Regions from separate parts of the Bombyx mori genome. Here region 1 is linked to region 2. The links are chromatin contacts, called in public Hi-C maps. All regions are on one chromosome and are shown on one strand. Each heading gives the region's core, a stretch centred on a gene start, on an enhancer-like site or on the middle of the called end of the contact. The rest is flanking DNA. Distances are from core to core; before and after follow the strand shown.

What was found. A called contact is a pair of places that touch in the nucleus more often than the background predicts.
Region 1: a contact with region 2 is called in a Hi-C map of posterior silk gland, with 4 times the contacts expected there. The contact joins two enhancer-like sites. A contact is called at or near these places in 5 of 7 Hi-C or Micro-C datasets (middle silk gland, midgut, posterior silk gland and 1 more).

The regions. Positions count from the first base shown.
Region 1 is chr11:8,522,961-8,525,901 of ASM3026992v2, forward strand. No RefSeq gene overlaps it. Among protein-coding and RNA genes, the nearest start is that of LOC134199671, 38 kb to the right of the region's middle. Within about 2 kb of position 1,686, at least 4 of the 8 cell types and tissues checked have open chromatin away from gene starts, as enhancers often do.
Region 2 is chr11:8,438,970-8,441,771 of ASM3026992v2, forward strand. No RefSeq gene overlaps it. Among protein-coding and RNA genes, the nearest start is that of LOC101742752, 55 kb to the left of the region's middle. Within about 2 kb of position 1,367, at least 5 of the 8 cell types and tissues checked have open chromatin away from gene starts, as enhancers often do.

The sequences.
Region 1 (2,941 bases), core at 436-2,935, 84 kb after region 2:
CAATATGAATGCTAATGTCTTTGAGATGAATTGAAAATTACATCGCAACGCGTAATTGCTTTTTTGGCACAAATAAAACGGCCTATAGTCGGTAGCACAAGTCATCAGCACACCGAGCCGCGACTAATAATAATAGCCTTCCCATTGCGTAAACCTGCCTATCCCCCAACTCTTAAAAAAAAATCCGCTCATAAATTAAGTTATCTCTCTCGACTGTCTAAGCTCGTTGTTTCCGTGCAAAGAAATCTGTAAAACGGCATGTCTAGGGAAAGATAAAAAAATACCTATTAGAAATACTCTAAAATCAAAGTTGCATATTTGAAAAAAAAATTTTTGCTTACTTGGTTGGACGAGCTCACAGCCCACTTGGTGTCAAGTGGTTACTGGAGCCCATAGACTTCTACAACGTAAATGCCGCCACCCACCTTGAGATATGAGTTCTAAGGTCTCAGTATAGTCACAACGGCTGCCCCACCCTTCAAACCGAAACGCATTACTACTTCACGGCAGAAATAGGCGGGGTGGTGGTACCTACTCGTGCGAACTCACAAGAGGTCCTACTACCATTAAAAAGTGAGTTTAGTGATTATTAAATATCTATTTTAGTACACTTGAGCGAAACTTTACAAACACAGCGGCTCTGTTAAATGAACTAATCAAAAGGATCAAATTCGATTTAAAATTGCGTATTTAAAATTAATTATGTTAAAAATATTGTTTTATGAACAATTTCAATTAAATTGTTTTCTAAAAGTTTTATGTAATTTTATACGTTCATTCAATTAAGATTAAGTTTATTTTAAGCTTAATTAAGGTTGATTAGATATCGGAGTTAGTTCAAAGCTTTTTCAAGAAAGGCTATATATGTATTTTTAATCGTTCATTGATTTACGAAACATTTTTAATGGGCTATAAAATCACATCTCTGATTGCGCTTAAAGTGCACTTGTGATAATCAAAGCTCGCACCTCGTAAACGTTTAGACGTCTGCATCCTTCGATTCCTGCTAAGTTTATTTAATTTTAAGTATTGTTTTTTAACCAGCATAAAAAAATGAGGTCGTTATCAATTCGACTGTACTTTTTTATGTTTGTTACTTTTTAATTTGAAAGCTTCTCATTCTGACTTAAATGCTATGAATTCGAATAAATTGAAATTGTTAATGAAATTGAGTAATACAAAATGCGCTAAACTAAAAAAAAATGTAATTATTTGTAATTGTTAAATGCTTAAAGTACAATTATTTCAAATGTCATTTTGAAAAGACTTAATTAACCGATCAATTGTTGTTCTTGTCCCGTCTAATTTTAATAAAAATCAAATAAGTTGAAGTTACAAAAATATAGGTGTATATATATTTTTTTTAAATGTAGTTACTGGCAAATGCTTTAACTTATTCCAAAACGAATGGCGTAAATTTTTTTCTAAATATACTAGTGCATTATTATTACACCATTCGAATGTGGCAGCAGTCTTCACACAGAACTTTGTGTTGCTCCTTATTCGTCAATAAGTTTCAGTTCAAATTTCTAAACTCCCTAACATAAGTTTTCTTTCACAGATAACGTAACGTAAAACTTGGAATTGATAAACTAAATTCTGCTAAAAGTTTTGTATGGGTTCAAATTGGAGCGTGGATCCCGAAGTGTTCGGTTGTCTGTTTTATCAACATTGCCGCTTCTGAAGTTATTCTACGCGACGCTAGATGGCGCTAGCAGCTTTAAACTGTCAAAATTCTTATTAGCGTTTCAGTAATTTTTTAATTCTAATTTTTTTTAATTTTAAATATTTAGTTGGAATGGAACTTATTTGCTATAAATTTAAATTATGGTTATTAATAGTAGAGAAAATCACAATCACAAAGTTGTACGTAGAATTGTAATAAGATTTGAAATATTAGGAAGTCACGTATATAATTGTTTTATAAGCCTTATCAAGTAAAACTAAGTTGAAATACTTTACAATTTATTTGTTAATTAAATAGTAAGCTAAGTACTAAGTTTTCTTTAAAAGTTTTTGTAATGCGTAATATTTCTTATAGGATGAAAAAATAACAATTATGGTCGAAGTATTTGTAATTTTTGAAGCTACTCAGGAACTAAAATAAATACACAGCGAAATGTAGCAATTTCGATGGCTGTAAATAAATAAATTCCAATTGGGGGCTTTTGTAAAGTTTCATACAAATGACCAACAGATGGCATTGTTAAAAAATCCAATACAAATTTAAATTGTTTGATTATTTTTATTTTCATAGATGGCGTTACAATTCTGAATGGTCTATTAGATGTTAATCATCATCATCATCATCTCAGCCTGTCCACTGTCCACTGCTGAACATAGACGTCTCCAAGTGTTCTCCAGTGCGGCCGGTCTTACCAGGTCGTCGGTCCATCTGGTAGGTGGCCGTCCCACGCTGCGTTTGCTAGTACGTGGTCTCCACTCGAGGATCTTTCTGCCCCATCGGCCGTCCGATCCGCACTATGTGGCCTGCCCACTGCCACTTCAGTGTGCTAATCCTACGGACTATGTCAGTTACTTTGGTTTTTCTACGGATCTCTTCATTTCCGATTCGGTCTCGTAGAGAAATACCAAGCATAGCCCTAACCATAGCTCGCTGCGCGACACTGAGCTCCCTAAACAGATCCCTTGTGAAGCACTCGATGTTAATGAGTTTTTTTAATACAAAATCAGTTATTAGTATATGGTTAAGAAAATGTAACTTCCAAAGTAATGGTTTTTTAAACCACATTATATTTTCTACAACTTACTAATTATCCATTTCGAGGGTTATGCCAGTAGTCACCACGCTTGGCAGGCGGGTTGGTGACCGCAGTACTATGTCCTTTCCTCAGGGCATGCTGCTGCCCATGTCCTGATGTGTTTTTATTTAGAGACATAGCTTATTATGGATAGTTATACCGCCATCGGTCGGTCGCCA
Region 2 (2,802 bases), core at 117-2,616:
AAAATGGAGCAACCAGTTACCAATCCTTCCTAAAGATATAGCACGTATCTAGTAGCAACGACCTACGCGACGAAGTTTCCGGATTTTTTTTTATTGCCTCTGTAGGCAGACGAGCATACGGCCCACCTGAAGGTGAGTGGTTATCGTCGCCCATGGACATCAGCAATGCCAGGGGCAGAGCCAAGCCGCTTACTACCGAATTTACTAATTGTAAATTTTGTCAGCGCATGAATATCGCAAGACATAATGGCTCAACCTTTTTTAAAGAAAATGAAGACAGCTTATTCTCTTCGAAGCTTCATTGTTCGCTTTCGATGTAAGTGGCCATTATGTCAATTATAAAGATGGTCATTCAATACCTTACAATGCGGCCGGAAAATTTGTAAGTTTTCTTTTTAATAACTTATTCATTGTTTTAGGTATTGATTTTGTATTGTTGAAGTGAAGGAGGAGAGGGTGAATGGCAAAGTTTTTTTTTTTAATAAACGCGACGTTATAATTTTTTTTTTAATTACTTTCGTCTCTTATAATTTTTATAGGAAAATATCAATAACATTTTTTTCGATTTCGCGGGTCATAGGCCTGATTAAAATAACTTTTACGGCTTAATTTAACATAAATAGGACTAAATCGTAAATACATATAGTTTTAATTAAAGCCCTTTATAAATGCACAAGGTTATCAAAACATCCGATTTTTATTAATATCAACAACTTAAAAGTTTACAAAATTTGTGTAAAAATATTTTGAAAGCAATCAGTTTTTTTACAAACAATAATCTGAATTTAACAATACATATTTAAAATTTACGTGAAGTTATTTAATACTCTTTTAAAATTAAATTAAACTGAAATTTACAGATCTGAAAATGTAATAGCCTTGTTTAAATAAGAAACGACTTCACAAAGTCGGCGCCTCTTTATTCGTTGATAGCTAACATTTTTAGTATTTCAAAATGGTTGACTAGCAGCCATAACAGTTTAAGATTTGAATTTGGAGCGCTTTCCCCACATGCACACAAGCTTACAGGAGGAAACGTGTGCACAAGGGGTGAATTATAGAGTCGGTAAAACAGCATTTCGTACTTATGTCTATTCATCAATAGGTGGCGCTTAATGCCACAAATTGAAAATGTAACAGAAAATAATAAAAAATATATACGAGCACGATTAATAAATTTGTTAAATTATCAGTTTTCAGAAACTAAAGAATTTACTACTAAAATAGCTTAATTTTTGCTTTTGTTTTGTCTTCTCGACGCTAGATGGCGCTGCGCGTTTCTTAACTTGTTCAAAGCGAAACATTAAATTTGTGTTAGCCTCTGAGTACGTGACTTTGTGCTTAAACCGTCTCATTTTCCATCGAAATTGCCACCTCACATCTTATTCGATACGATTTTAAGCATTTATATTCGTTTCCCGGCGTTTTTATGGAGATATATGTACTTTAGAAAGTCCATTTAATTAATGTGTGGTAAATTCTTATTAGAATCGAGAGCTATTGGAATGAACAAACCAATTTGTTTACTATGAAACTTCTTACTCACATTGCTATTTTTATATTCTAAAACGGAAAGATTTGTTTGCACAATAATTTATGATCATTATTACTGACAGTATAGTATCTTTGTCGTGTGTCACTGGCAATGGTTTGAAAATAAAATAATAAATAAAATTAAAGAAAAAGTCTTTATTTGATCCTGCTACATTGCTTCTTAATTTACTAAATTTATTTATACTATAACACTATGTTTAATTACTAGCAAGGTCCCCAGGTTGGATAAAAGCCTCCTCCAATGATGACCACTTCTCTCTATTCTAGGCTAATTGCCACCACTCTTTTTGGGCCAGCTGCTTTTTTTATTTCGTCCTCCCAGCGTGTCAAGGGCCTTCCTTTCTTCATTTTTCCTTGAGGTCCTGTCCATATGGTGGTTTGAAGTTGAAGTTTGAAAATTATATTATGATCTCTTCTTACATTTGAATTGAAATTTCTTTATTAAGTTCTTTCTATACGGCATTTTTATTTCTACGCCAATATAATAAATATGAAAGTTTGTATGTTTGTTACTCAGGACATTAAAAATATGTTCACAAAACAACGAATCTATAAATTAACGGATCAGAAAGCGACACAAGCAATTTTTTGTCCCGAGAAAATGAATCTTGTTTCATTCTTTCTCAATTACTAATTAAAAGCGAGCGTATCCGCGGTGCTCGTCTAGTGGTATATATAAGTTACATTATCTTAATGCAGTTCGAATTTTAACCAAACGTAACCAAGGTATATGGACCCCAGCCAGTGACTTCGGAGTACCGTTGACAGCACTTCATTCTGTCATCAGCTTGGTACTAGTCAGATCGGTAACTATGGCTAAATGAAAAAAAAATCCGAGGTAAATTGACGTACTTATTGGAAATATGGAACTTTCATAATGGTACATTTTTTTTCCTACCTAGGCTGATAGCCTTGAGAGGCTATTTCAGCTTCGCCCTAACGTTTATAGGTGAGCTAACCCTAGTAAGAGCAGTGCTTCGCAGAATCTACTACCGGATCGAAAACGCGACCGACTGAGAAGATCCGGCGAGAAACTCCGTGGGCTGTGTCGATGGGTTAATTCGCTCGTCGAGCCCTTCGTCGCAAGCGACGGGCTCGACGAGGACGGTGATCGGTGTTTGTTATGCCTAAAAGCACCGTCAATGGATCAGGAATGGTACATAGTTTTAATCATTGTCAAAGGTATATGACCTTTTTTATCATACACGGAAATTAACAATATGTGTGCAATGTTAGTAGCGTTAAATA